2 separate regions of the Macaca mulatta genome follow, and region 1 is linked to region 2. Evidence: chromatin contacts called from public Hi-C data. All regions are on one chromosome and are shown on one strand. Each heading gives the region's core, a stretch centred on a gene start, on an enhancer-like site or on the middle of the called end of the contact. The rest is flanking DNA. Distances are from core to core; before and after follow the strand shown. Region 1 holds the start of PRPF39 (pre-mRNA processing factor 39). Region 2 holds the start of TOGARAM1 (TOG array regulator of axonemal microtubules 1).

Region 1 (5,563 bases), core at 966-3,465, 120 kb before region 2:
ATGACATACATTAAATATTTCAGTGACAATTATGCAATCTTAAAATTTAAAAGGTCTTTTGGAGGATGACTTCAATTACCAACACTTAATTAAAAATGGGACATTTGGGCCGAGCATGGTGGCTCATGCCTGTAATCCCAGCACTTTGGGAGGCCGAGGCAGGCAGATCACCTGAAGTCAGGAGTTCGAGACGAGCCTGGCTAACATGGTGAAATCCCATTTCTACTAAAACTATAAAAAATCAAACGGGCGTGGTGGCGCGCATCTGTAATCGCAGCCTGAGGCAGGAGAATCACCTGAACCCAGGAGGCGGAGGTGGCAGTGAGCCGATCACGCCATCGTGCTCCAGCTTGGGCAACAAGAGTGAAACGCCGTCTTTTGACCTAATACCTTATTTTTTTTATTCTCTGTATGCTTCTTATTCCTGTAGAGGTACTTAAAAATTATACCATTGACTATTCTTTTTCATAAACAGAGCAATACATAAAAATCCGAAGTCATCACTAAAGACTGAAAGGAGTTTTGGGTAGAGCAAAACAAGTAGCTTTGCTACACAAATCTCATCCACAAATAAGGGAATATGGAGATGTGGGATGTAAGAAGAAAAGAGACTATCTGGTCTTGGCAGCTGTTTTCAGGGGCTAAGTAGTCATAGGCTGACTTTTTAAGGTCTCGACATATTAAACACTGTGTTCTAGAAAGTAGATTTTGTATATGCATTTACATAAATGTCTACACCATCTTCGGCTTTTTGGAAAACGTACCATTTGGCTGGAACTATACTACTTTCTTCCTCTTTTGGCTATTTTTAAATTTTTTTAAAGTCCTATCTTCCATGAAGATTTGTTAAAACATACCACGAAAACAGCACATACAATTTTTATCATTTGACTTTTAAACATCTTCTTATTCAAGATACACAAGTAAAAATACTGAGACTTTAAACAAATAGTGACTCATAACCACCTATTAGCCATCTATGCTCAACTCCTACTTCAGAGTTCACAATCTAAATACTAGTCTTCTTTAACAGAACTCCCTTCCATCACTTTATCCCTGCTAGACAGTGAACAGTGGAAAGTTCCAACTTTTGCAACTCCAGAATGAGGTTATAAATCTAGAGGGAGGAGGAAAACCTGACAGTAAACGCTTGTTCTTTTCACTCCATTCAAGCTCCCATAGAGCCTAAAACACTTAAGTTCCAACACGAGTTTCATACTTCCCTGTCCGAAATTTGATTTCTCAAACCTCACGCTTTCCAGCTGTAGCAAAGTTTATTTCTGAACAGATTAAATCAGTTGCTAAATAATCTGAAGTCCTCAAACAGAAGGCCATATGAATATCAAACGAAAAAAATAATATTTGAATCGGCATAAATTTACATGGTATTATGGCATCATCACTAATATACTGAGCAGTATTATTTATTAACTTCAAGAATTAATTAACTTAAAGATGTGATTTTGGAGAAAAACACCAGTGGTGGTCTCTGATCACCAAAGTTAAATATTCTTAAGCAGATTCCCTGAAAAAATCCTACCAGGATCTCTGATGTCTGTTTTCTCTGTTCTAAAGTATCCTGCCAAAAGCTTTGGGTGCTGTGACTTAGGGTCGCAAAAGTGTTGCTTATGTAGTTAGAAGGCAGAACGTGCCCTACAAGGCGCTCACATGCCTTAGTAATAGAACGTATATTATCTTCCCAATCCTCTGGCGGCTGCGAATGTGCTCCTTCCACTTCCAGCCATCCCAGCTGTGTTCCAGCTCCGGGGGAAGCAAGGGCTTTAGAATTACCCGCAAATATCTTCCTAAATCCAGGCGAAGGAGGCCCACACTTCCCCACCCTACCTAATGCAGCCCTCAAGTGAAACGTTTGGTCTAAGAAAAAAATACCTTGCACCGCTCCACCCAACAGGTGGGAAGGAGAAAGGAATGGACAACTGGCCGCTGAGTCCGAGCCAGGCCTCAAACAGGGCGGGAGAGGGAGGCCGCGGCCACAGCGCGGCCTGAAACCGGGCAGGCCCTTTTCAGTCCCAAGTACCACCCTCCGCCCCCAGCTAATTTCAAGGAACCCGCCCCAGCAGACCTTATAATGGATGCTACTCGATGCCATGAGCCGAAGACTGTGACGACCTAGCCGAAGATGGCACTTCACCGCCTCCGTCCCCACAGCCACCACAGCAGCCGCCACCCGCGCCACGGTCGCCTGGTCCAGGGCACGATGCGCATGCGTCGGTGTCTCGGGAGGCGAAAAAGTCACGTGGGTTCGCAGCGCGCAGGCCTGGCCCTCCCAGGGATCCTGGCTGCCCCTGCGGCCCCAGCCCCGCCCACGCAGCCCCGCCCCACCGCCAGCGAGGGCGGGGACCGCTGCTCCTACCTGCTTTTCCCTCCATAGAGACTTCTTCCCAAAGGAAAGAAGGGTGTTTAGGGCCTTTCACTCGCCTGATCTTAAACACAGCGCCGTGACCCCTCCCCTCCAAAAACGGCAAAATGTCATTTTGGGGGTCAAATCTAAGGCTTTCCCAACAATTGTTCAAGCTTTCACACTAAAACATTTACCTAAAAACGGACAGAAATTCAGCCTTAAACCCACAAATCTCACGATGCTATGGACCTTGGGCTCACTCAGGTTTCCTGAAAACTAAACAATCGTGGACTTAGGGGTTTGGAGAACGGGCTATTGTTAAAGAAAAAAGTATTTAGTGACACTTGTTAAAGCACAAAAAGGAGGACTTTATTCAGGACCAAAGCAATAGGTATGGGGACCACTGACTGCAACGGAGACTCGCAGTGGGGAAAGAGATATTGGGCTCAACTCCCCATACAGCATGGGCAAGTGGAGATTTATAACCAAGGAGCAGAGGTAAGTGAATGGAAAATTACTAAGAGGAAACATCAGGGTAAGGGGGATTTTGGCTAAACCCACCTAATAGGATTTTTGCTGAAGACAGGCCAAGATGATGAGGCATCACCTGGGGGATGGTGGAGACTGAAGAACCTGATCAGATAATGAGGATGATCAGCTATCAAGGATAGGGGTTTATTGCTAATCTGACTTAGCAAAGTTCTTTGCTTAAACTGGATTTTACAAAGAAAGTGTACAGAAGAGCCTAGCAGAAGATTCAGAAACCTGACTAAAGTTGGCCAAGCAAAAAAAAAAAAAAAATATATATATATATATATATATATATATATAAAAAGGGATACGTTATCCTCTGGATAAATTGAGGGGGACTGTGCGTTGACAATCTTAGCAGTCCTCTTCAGTTGTACCGCCATCTCCACTTTAACAAAAAACAAACTTCTTTCCAATCTGGCCTCTCTCCCTTTAAGATTCTGTTACAATTGTGCCCCTGCATTCACCCATCACTTACCATTTAATCTCTTGTTCAAGGTGCAATATTATTACTACTGGGCTCCAAGTTCCTCATCTGGAATCTGTCGCCTCTGCAAATAATTATTTACAAGATGATGTTTCTTGTTACAACGCTGGTTAATCATAAATCCTCTCACCAGCACCTTTACTTCCAAATACCAAATTAGATCTTTTTTTCTACCTTTTACTTGCATCACACTGCACCTAGTAGTACCAAGTAGTAGCTTTCCTTTTGCATTTGCCTCTTCTACTCTCCAAGCTACCTTTTTTTGGATTCTCTGACAGTGTGGCCATGTTTTTGTTTTTGTTTTTGTTTTTTTTAACAGGTTTAAACAGCAGCTTTTAAATGTTTACTATGGGAAGAATAGTCAAGGGAGTGGTGCGTTGGGAAGACAGACTGGAGTTTGCTGCTGGCACTGTTACACAGTGACTGTTTGGCATGACCTTCACTCCTTTTCTTTGGTCTTTCTAAAGTGGCCTCAACTTCTTTATCAGTAAATAAGATTATCTCTGAGATGTCATTCACTCAAATAGCCATTTTGTAAAAATCTACTTGCATCTTCAACTTTATTCACTGTGGATTCATTGTTTTCCTTTATCTAGTTTTTACATTCTACCTTTCAAGCCAGTGCTATTGCTCTCACTCCCCTGCCTAAAAACCTCCACTGGTTTCCTCCTCCACGGTTTTTTTTTTGTTTGTTTTTTTTTTTTTTAAAGAAATCCTAAACTTTTAGAATGGCAAATAGTGTTTTCATAATCATGCCAGGCTTCTCACTATTTCTGCCTCCCGGTAACTCCACAGAACCTACTGTTCCCACAGCCCTTTTATGTGTCAAAACCTTTAAGTGGGGTCTTCTCTTGGCCTGAAATGTGATCCCCACTGCTAGAAACATACATTATCTTAAAAACTGATTTAGCTGGCAGGATGCAGTGGCTCATGCCTGTAATCTCAGCACTTTGGGAGGCCGAGGCAGGCAGATCAGGAGGTCAGCAGTTCGAGACCAGCCTGACCAACGTGGTGAAACCCCATCTCTACTAAAAATACAAAAATTAGCTGGGTATGGTGGCGCACGCCTGTAATCCCATCTACTCAGGAGGCTGAGGCAGGAGAATCAATTGAACCTGGGAGGCAGAGGTTGCAGTGAGCCAAGATCGTGGCACTACACTCCAGCCCCGGAGACAGAGTGAGACTCCATCTCAAAACAAAAACAAAAAACAACAAAAAAAATTGATTTAGCCTTAGTTGACTTTTTAGAAATTGTGTATCACAATTATAAGCTTTGGGAAGAAAAAAGATATTATACCAAATACTGTAGTTTAGAGGGTAGTGGGTTCTAAAAAAAACAATATTTAAAGTCATGTGATCTCAGAAACAGAACAAAGAAGTCAGACCAATGGGAAATGATATCATTTATTCATGTATTTCTTCCATTTGCCCCTCCAGATCAACTGTCTGTCCTTATCCACCCTGCTCCATTCTTTGGAGATTGACCCTTATAGACCATATCGATAAGTTCTCTTGCTTCCTGGTTTCTGGTTGAGTATGGCCAAGAGAAAGTCCTGGCAGAATGGAATTGAGGAGTGAGGTCACGGTATTTATTCCTCCAGCTCCCTCCATGTGGGTGATCTCAGCTCTGATCCAGGTAACCCTCTTCATATAACTTCATTCTAGGTTCCAGGTTTCCCTAAGCCCTGCCTTTATAAATACTCCCTTATTAACCACTTCCCAAATTATGCCAGTTTTGATTTGCCATCTATTTCCTTTTGGGTCCTAATTGATATAAGAGCAAAATGTATCTTGTGATACCCAGTGTTAATCACAATTTCTGAGCTGTTCAGTATGATTCCTGTTTATTCTTTTCAAAACGTTAACATGCCATGAAAAACTGCATAAAATACCTCGTGGATCATTTAATTTACAGAATATATTGCTCTAGGGAATGAAATTTGTTTACATTATAAATAAACCGTCACTAAATAAATTGTGGTGGCTCTTCTGTTGGAAACATTCAGACTCCTGTATTTAGTGTTTCTCCTTACTGGTAAAGCAAGTAAACTTAAAACTGTAGCTCCAGGAGATTTAAATCCAAACATAACATGAAGCTTGTTTCCTCTTTACTACTTCATCTTTCAAATTTAGCTCAAATGGTATTAATATCTCCTCAATTCAGTCTTCCTGAGAGTTATCAA
Region 2 (5,769 bases), core at 303-2,802:
AGAAGCTGCTATAACTGGTCCCAAGAACTGCTGTACCTGCTCTCCAAGGCGAATAACCAGTAAATGCAGGACTTGAAGTGTGCCATGAACCACTTTGAAGTTAGAATCGTCTAATAAATTATATAGCAAACTAATGAAGCCAACAAGACTAGAATGAGGAGTAGAACTAGGGTTAAATTTTCCCAGCACCTGCTTTAGTTCTTCGACGGCCTGGGTTCGGTTCTTATAGTCTTCCTGATCCAATAATCGTGAATGCAGCTCCTGAGGAATAATCCCAAATTTAAGATTGCTGTTGGAAAGAGTCACTGCACATGGAAGGGGATCTTCAGGAAATCCAGAGGCTTCCAGTTCCAAATAATAAGGAACTTGACTTCCAAACTGGGACTCCAGGCGGCGATTGTAGTGTCTCCTCAGGGCAGAGGGGAGACGAGAAATATACGATTGAAACCTGTCTTGGCCAAGTCGCTCCCCAATTTGTTGAAGGGCGGAGAAAGCTGTCTCAGATTCTTCTTCTGTCTCCTGATCACCAAGCTTTCGGGCTAGGGATATTATCACCTCGGTGAGATCCAGACCAAGCAACAAGTCCTCAGTAGTAAGCAAGATGGGAAGCAGTAGTGCTGTGGACGCTCTAAGTCGGGCATCGGTACTTTCCAGTCCTTGCTGTATAAGCGTTCTCAGCACCTCTCCAGAACTACGTTTCAGACATATATGCAGGATCTGCAGCGCATCTTTCCGCAGGGCTGGATTCTCTTCCCGTAACGAGACAACTAGTTGAGGCAAAAGTGCTAAGCTAAAGGCCTCTTCCAGCTGGCCTGCCTCCCCCTGACCCCGGAGAACGTCTGAGAGAAGTTGCAAGCAGAGCCGCTTCTCATCACTACCTCCTTCCACAAGCACTCGGCCCAGTGCCCGATACAAAGCTTCCTTGCGTCGGGGGAAGCCAAGTCGACCGCCCCGCCGCGGCAAAGCAGCTTGCAAAGCCTGAAAGGCCTCAGAAGGATCCGGCGCGGTGCGGAGGAGTTGAAGGAGCCGAGTCTCCTCTTCATCTCCCCCTGACAAACCGCCTCCAGAATCAGACCAGCTGCTTGAGACTGCCTCCGAGGGCATCAAGAGGGCCGAGGCCAGAGGCGAAGTTGTAGTGGGGCAGGAACCGTGGTCCCCCGCAGCTCCACGGCAGTAGTAGTTTTTCTCTCCTCTCATAATGCCCCCAACTCCACTATCATCAGTCTCTGGGGCGGAAGGACGACTGCGGCTCTGGAGCCGATAGGCAGAGAGGACTGGAAAGGGCGGCAGCAGAAGCAGAGCGGAGGGCGCAGCCGCCATGCAGGGTCGTCAGGTGGCGGTGGTTGGAAGAAATCATTGCCGTCTCCGAAGGGCTCGATGGAGCCCGGACTTCCAGATCCTCTCCAAGCCCCAAGCTGCAGAAGAGGAAAAAGAACAGCTTCAGCCCGCCGCCAGGCCGCCCCCAACTCCGGGAGGCAGCCTCTGGCAAAATGGCCCCCGTCTGAGCCGTAGACCCCACAGCTGCCACCGGGCGTAACCAAGGGCACCACGTGACCAAACCGATTGCTTCCATGGTGATGTACCCAGCGCGGACCTCTTGACCCGGAAATCCACTTGCCGTGATGAATGCTGGGTTATGTAGTCCACGTCAGGTGTTGAGACTAGGCCAAAGTCTCCTGGAAGAGGAAGTCAGAACGTTGCAAACGTAGCTAGAGCGGAGAAGGGAGGAGGGGTGAAGACATTAGACGGATGTGACGCTTTCCTTGCTCTGGGCGGAAGTTGCCCGCCCCACCCGTAAGAGTTGGGGTTTGACCGGAGCTAGTGAGGATCCAGCCCAGGCTCCAGTTGTCCGCGGCTCCTCCTCCTGTCGCTTCCCGTGTGATTACTGGGACTCAGGTATTTTCCTTTTGCTGTCCTCCAGCGGTGCAGACTTTGGCAGTGTTTTGCCTGAATGCCACTGGTGCTAGAGTAAGAGGCAAAGGACTGAGCGGAGCAGGTGGAAAGAGAGACGACATCTTCTTGTGCAGGGCTGGTTACCCTTGTAAACGCGTTACTCTCTGCCACCCTGAGTAACTGTGATCCTTTCCTCTTGCCATCTGCTTATCAGGACAGAAGATCCGGACCACGGCCAAGCTCACAAATCGGGTACTTTTTTTCAATTCCTGGTCTTTGGGGCCTTTTTTCGCCCCCGCCCTCCTCCCCTTTCTCCTTTTGTCGACTTCTCTTAACCCTCCGGCCGTAGAGGGTTAATTTTTGTTTGTTTGTTTGTTTTTTGTTTGTTTGTTTTTGACCACGTTTCCTTACCCTCATCACTTTGCGTTTTCTTTACAACGTACATAATCTGGAAATAGGTCTTTTTTTTTTTTTTTTTTTCCCCCTGTAGCTAACCGCCTCTCCCTTAGACGTTATCAAAGTCTTTCCTTCTAATGCAGTTCCTCTGTGGGACTCTCCCCTTCCCTCCGCCCCCTCCGTCTGCCGCCCTAGCCTCCCTGCAGGATCCTCAAGCATCTCTGCGGCCTTTCAGTCTCCTAGAGATAGAGATTGCGAAGACAATTTCACTTGCGGTGGAAGTTCTTGGCATCACGGTTCTAAGAGAATTCTGCCCTGTGGATTTAGGAATAATAGTAGACATTTATTTATTTTAGGCGAACTGAGAATTTTGTGTGCATTTTCTCCTTATCATAAATGATACTTAAACGAACACAGTGGAGGAGCTGGCGTATCTAGTGTGAGCCTGAATGCTTTGGAGTGTGGAAGAGAGATTTTTTTTTGAAGGAGTATTAATACAATTACTTTTGAATGACTCGTGCGAAAAGTCTAAGTTATCATTTGAAGACCCAAATTTATGCACTTCAAATGCAAGTATTCCTACCCTTCTCTGTACCAGGTGGGATTTCTCTTAAATACTTTTTAAAGTCTTGGGATAATTGAGTCACATATGCTAAACAGCTTTATAAATAATGCTCCCAGCTGTTGCAAGCGCAAAAATAATTTCTGAATTTTTGCCTTAAATTACGATTTGAATATCAGTTTTGTTTTGTTTTTTTGGGGGGGTGGGGATGGGGAATAGACAATATAAATGAGGCTGTGTAAATATACATCCTATGTTTTGGTTTAAATTCTAGGCTGTTACTTGGGTTTTAATAAGCCATTTTCGTGTTTAAATGAATCTGCCTAAATTAGGTTTGGCTAACATGTTTCATTTTAGGGACAGGTTAAAGACAGGGAGGTGAAAAACAAGAAATGATTGTAGCAGTTGTCAATGAGAAAGTGTCTGTTTCTCATAGTCCCAACCTAAGAAGCTCAAATGTGTAGACCCATGTATTGCCCAGACTTGAGGAACCCAGTTCAAACTAACCTAGAGAATGATGTACACATTACAGTGCCAGTTTATGTTGAATCAGAATTTTCAAGTTGAAAATCCAGTGCGCTCTTTCTTGTATCGCAGAACTTGGGAAGCCAAGTTAATAACTAGAGGTTGTGTGGTAATCATGGAATCACAGAAAAGGACTTCGAAAGTCTTAAATGAGAGACGTGGGTACTTAAGCAGTTATCCTGCCCTTTTCCTGGGAACAAAGCAAGATGAGTCTTCCTTTTGATTGTTTTTTTAGGTCCCTGTGAATCACTGTACATTACAGATTGCAATTTATTTTATATCTGTTATATTTTGTCTCTTTGATTGAAGACTTAGAAGATGCATTAGTCTCCGTAGTGGATATTTAGGAAATGGGACTTCATCAGCATCACGCCTTACTAATTATCTTTTAGAACTATTTTGTGGAACGTAAATCTCATTCATTGAGTGTGTATTCTGTTTATTAAGCAGATTTTTTTTAAATCTTACTTTGGAAATCTAGGAATTCTTCTTATATTGACTTAAAAAGCCTTTCGTATTTAATCATATAGAGAGAGAGTACAAATTTATAATCAATTTTTAGAATAGTAGAATACACTGTCAGGTGTCTTATTAATAGTACACCTCAGAAGGTTAAAAGGAAGTGGTTAAGGATACATTGAAAATTGCAAATTCAGCTAAAACAAGTTTAAAATTTCAATAATTTCAAGAGTGTAGTTAAATTAGTGAATTATAGGAATGTGTGTGCTACATATGTTAATTTTTTTTTAGCTGAACTTAAGGGTAAACACAATTGCCCTAAAACCTCCTTTATTTCCAGAATCAGAGATAACATAGTAGTTCCCTGGGCGAATCACTATGATTTTTCTATGTTCTTACTCAAATTTTACAGACATCCAGGAATATTGAACATCAGTGTGAATTCTGTAAACTAGTAAGAATTTTGTATAGTTTGAGAAGTTATTGTGAAGAAATGCTATGCAAATGAAAGTTGCTATTAGTATTAACAAACAATTATAATAACACCATGTTTTGAGTATTTGCTATGTGCCAGGCACCATGCTAGGTACTTAGTAAATATTAAGTCATTTAATCCTCTCAAGAATTTTTTGAGGTTACATCTTCTACATTTGGACTGTGGGACATTTTATGGGTGTTTCCACAAAAGAGTAATTGGATAGAGGAAGAAAGTATAACTCACATTTGCTTAGAGCTTGGAGAAGGTTTTGGTGGAGGTCAGTGTTGAAACTTTAGGATAAAATTAAGATTTTTTTCCCATTATTCATATGTTTTATTATATATCAATTATATATTTTTTAATTTATTATTTTTTCTTTCAATCCTTGTTTGGTTGAAGATTATATATATTTTAATCTACCCTTTTTGGATTTCTATTCAAAATCTTTTTAGTTTCTTGTTTGAGGTAACACTTTAATAAGTTAAGAAATTATGAGCTTATTTTACAGCATTGAGTCAGTTTTCTTGATGTATATGAGTGATATATTTTCATCTACTTAGGTTTATCTTCCAAAGCCATTACATATTTCTGTCTTCAGTCAAAACTGTAATTTTAGAGAAAAATCCAACTTGTATTGCATGTTAATTACTATGTATAAGTTAACAGAATTTCACGTCTGTTGCAAACAGTTTTTCAGTGGACAGGGATTAATTATGTAACTTAGATGCCTGTCATAACATGGATTCAGAAATAACACAGAAGAAAGCAAGTTCCTAAAGTCATTACCACATTCAGTAAGAGTTCTGACAGGCTTCTAATTTTACTTTTGTTTGTCAAGTAATAATAAAAGCCAAATCTCAGATAAAAGGAAAATATCCTAACTTGTTCCATAGGCTCACTGATAAAACTATATACCATTATTAGTTGAATTATCCTATGAGAAAAGAACTGTGGGAAAGAAATTTAAGAAAAGAGCAGATGTGATAAAATATTCTCCTAATTTCATAGATCAGTTATTTTCTCCTTTTAAAGAAAACTGTCTCTTTGAATTTTTTTTTTTTTTTTTTTTTTTTTTTTTTTGTAGTAATCTTGATTTCTCTTCACCATTTATTTACTCTGGGTGTGATCTATATTTATATGGTGGCAGATAATTGCCTCCCAACTGATTTCAGCACCACTGTTTTGTGGCTTAGGTGTCAATTAAGTAGATAGGGACTAAACTCACAACTTGACCTTTATTAACTTGGTTTCAGAGGCTAAAGTTAAGTTACTGTAGACTATGGAAAGTTTGATTTAGTTTTAATTTCAAATAGATACTTTTTATTCGATATTGACTAATGCAGTTACCAAGATTCAGAATACTATTAAGTGTTTGCTTTATCGTTTAAAAAAAAAAAAAAGAAAGAAAGAACAAAAACTATAGCAGGGATATAGAGAAACCTGCTATACCAAATCT

Evidence for each region. A called contact is a pair of places that touch in the nucleus more often than the background predicts.
Region 1: a Hi-C map of fetal cortex germinal zone shows a contact between it and region 2, with 2.4 times the contacts expected there. The contact joins the promoter of PRPF39 here to the promoter of TOGARAM1 in region 2. A contact is called at or near these places in 3 of 14 Hi-C or Micro-C datasets (blood, fetal cortex germinal zone and liver).

Annotation. Positions count from the first base shown.
Region 1 is chr7:118,416,864-118,422,426 of T2T-MMU8v2.0, reverse strand. PRPF39 (pre-mRNA processing factor 39) reads right to left here and starts at 2,215. Exons shown (of 16, transcript XM_077940961.1): 1 at 2,084-2,215.
Region 2 is chr7:118,291,803-118,297,571 of T2T-MMU8v2.0, reverse strand. TOGARAM1 (TOG array regulator of axonemal microtubules 1) reads right to left here and starts at 1,552. Exons shown (of 18, transcript XM_077940950.1): 1 at 1-1,552. The coding sequence starts at 1,320. KLHL28 (kelch like family member 28) reads left to right here and starts at 1,867. Exons shown (of 5, transcript NM_001261270.1): 1 at 1,867-1,896.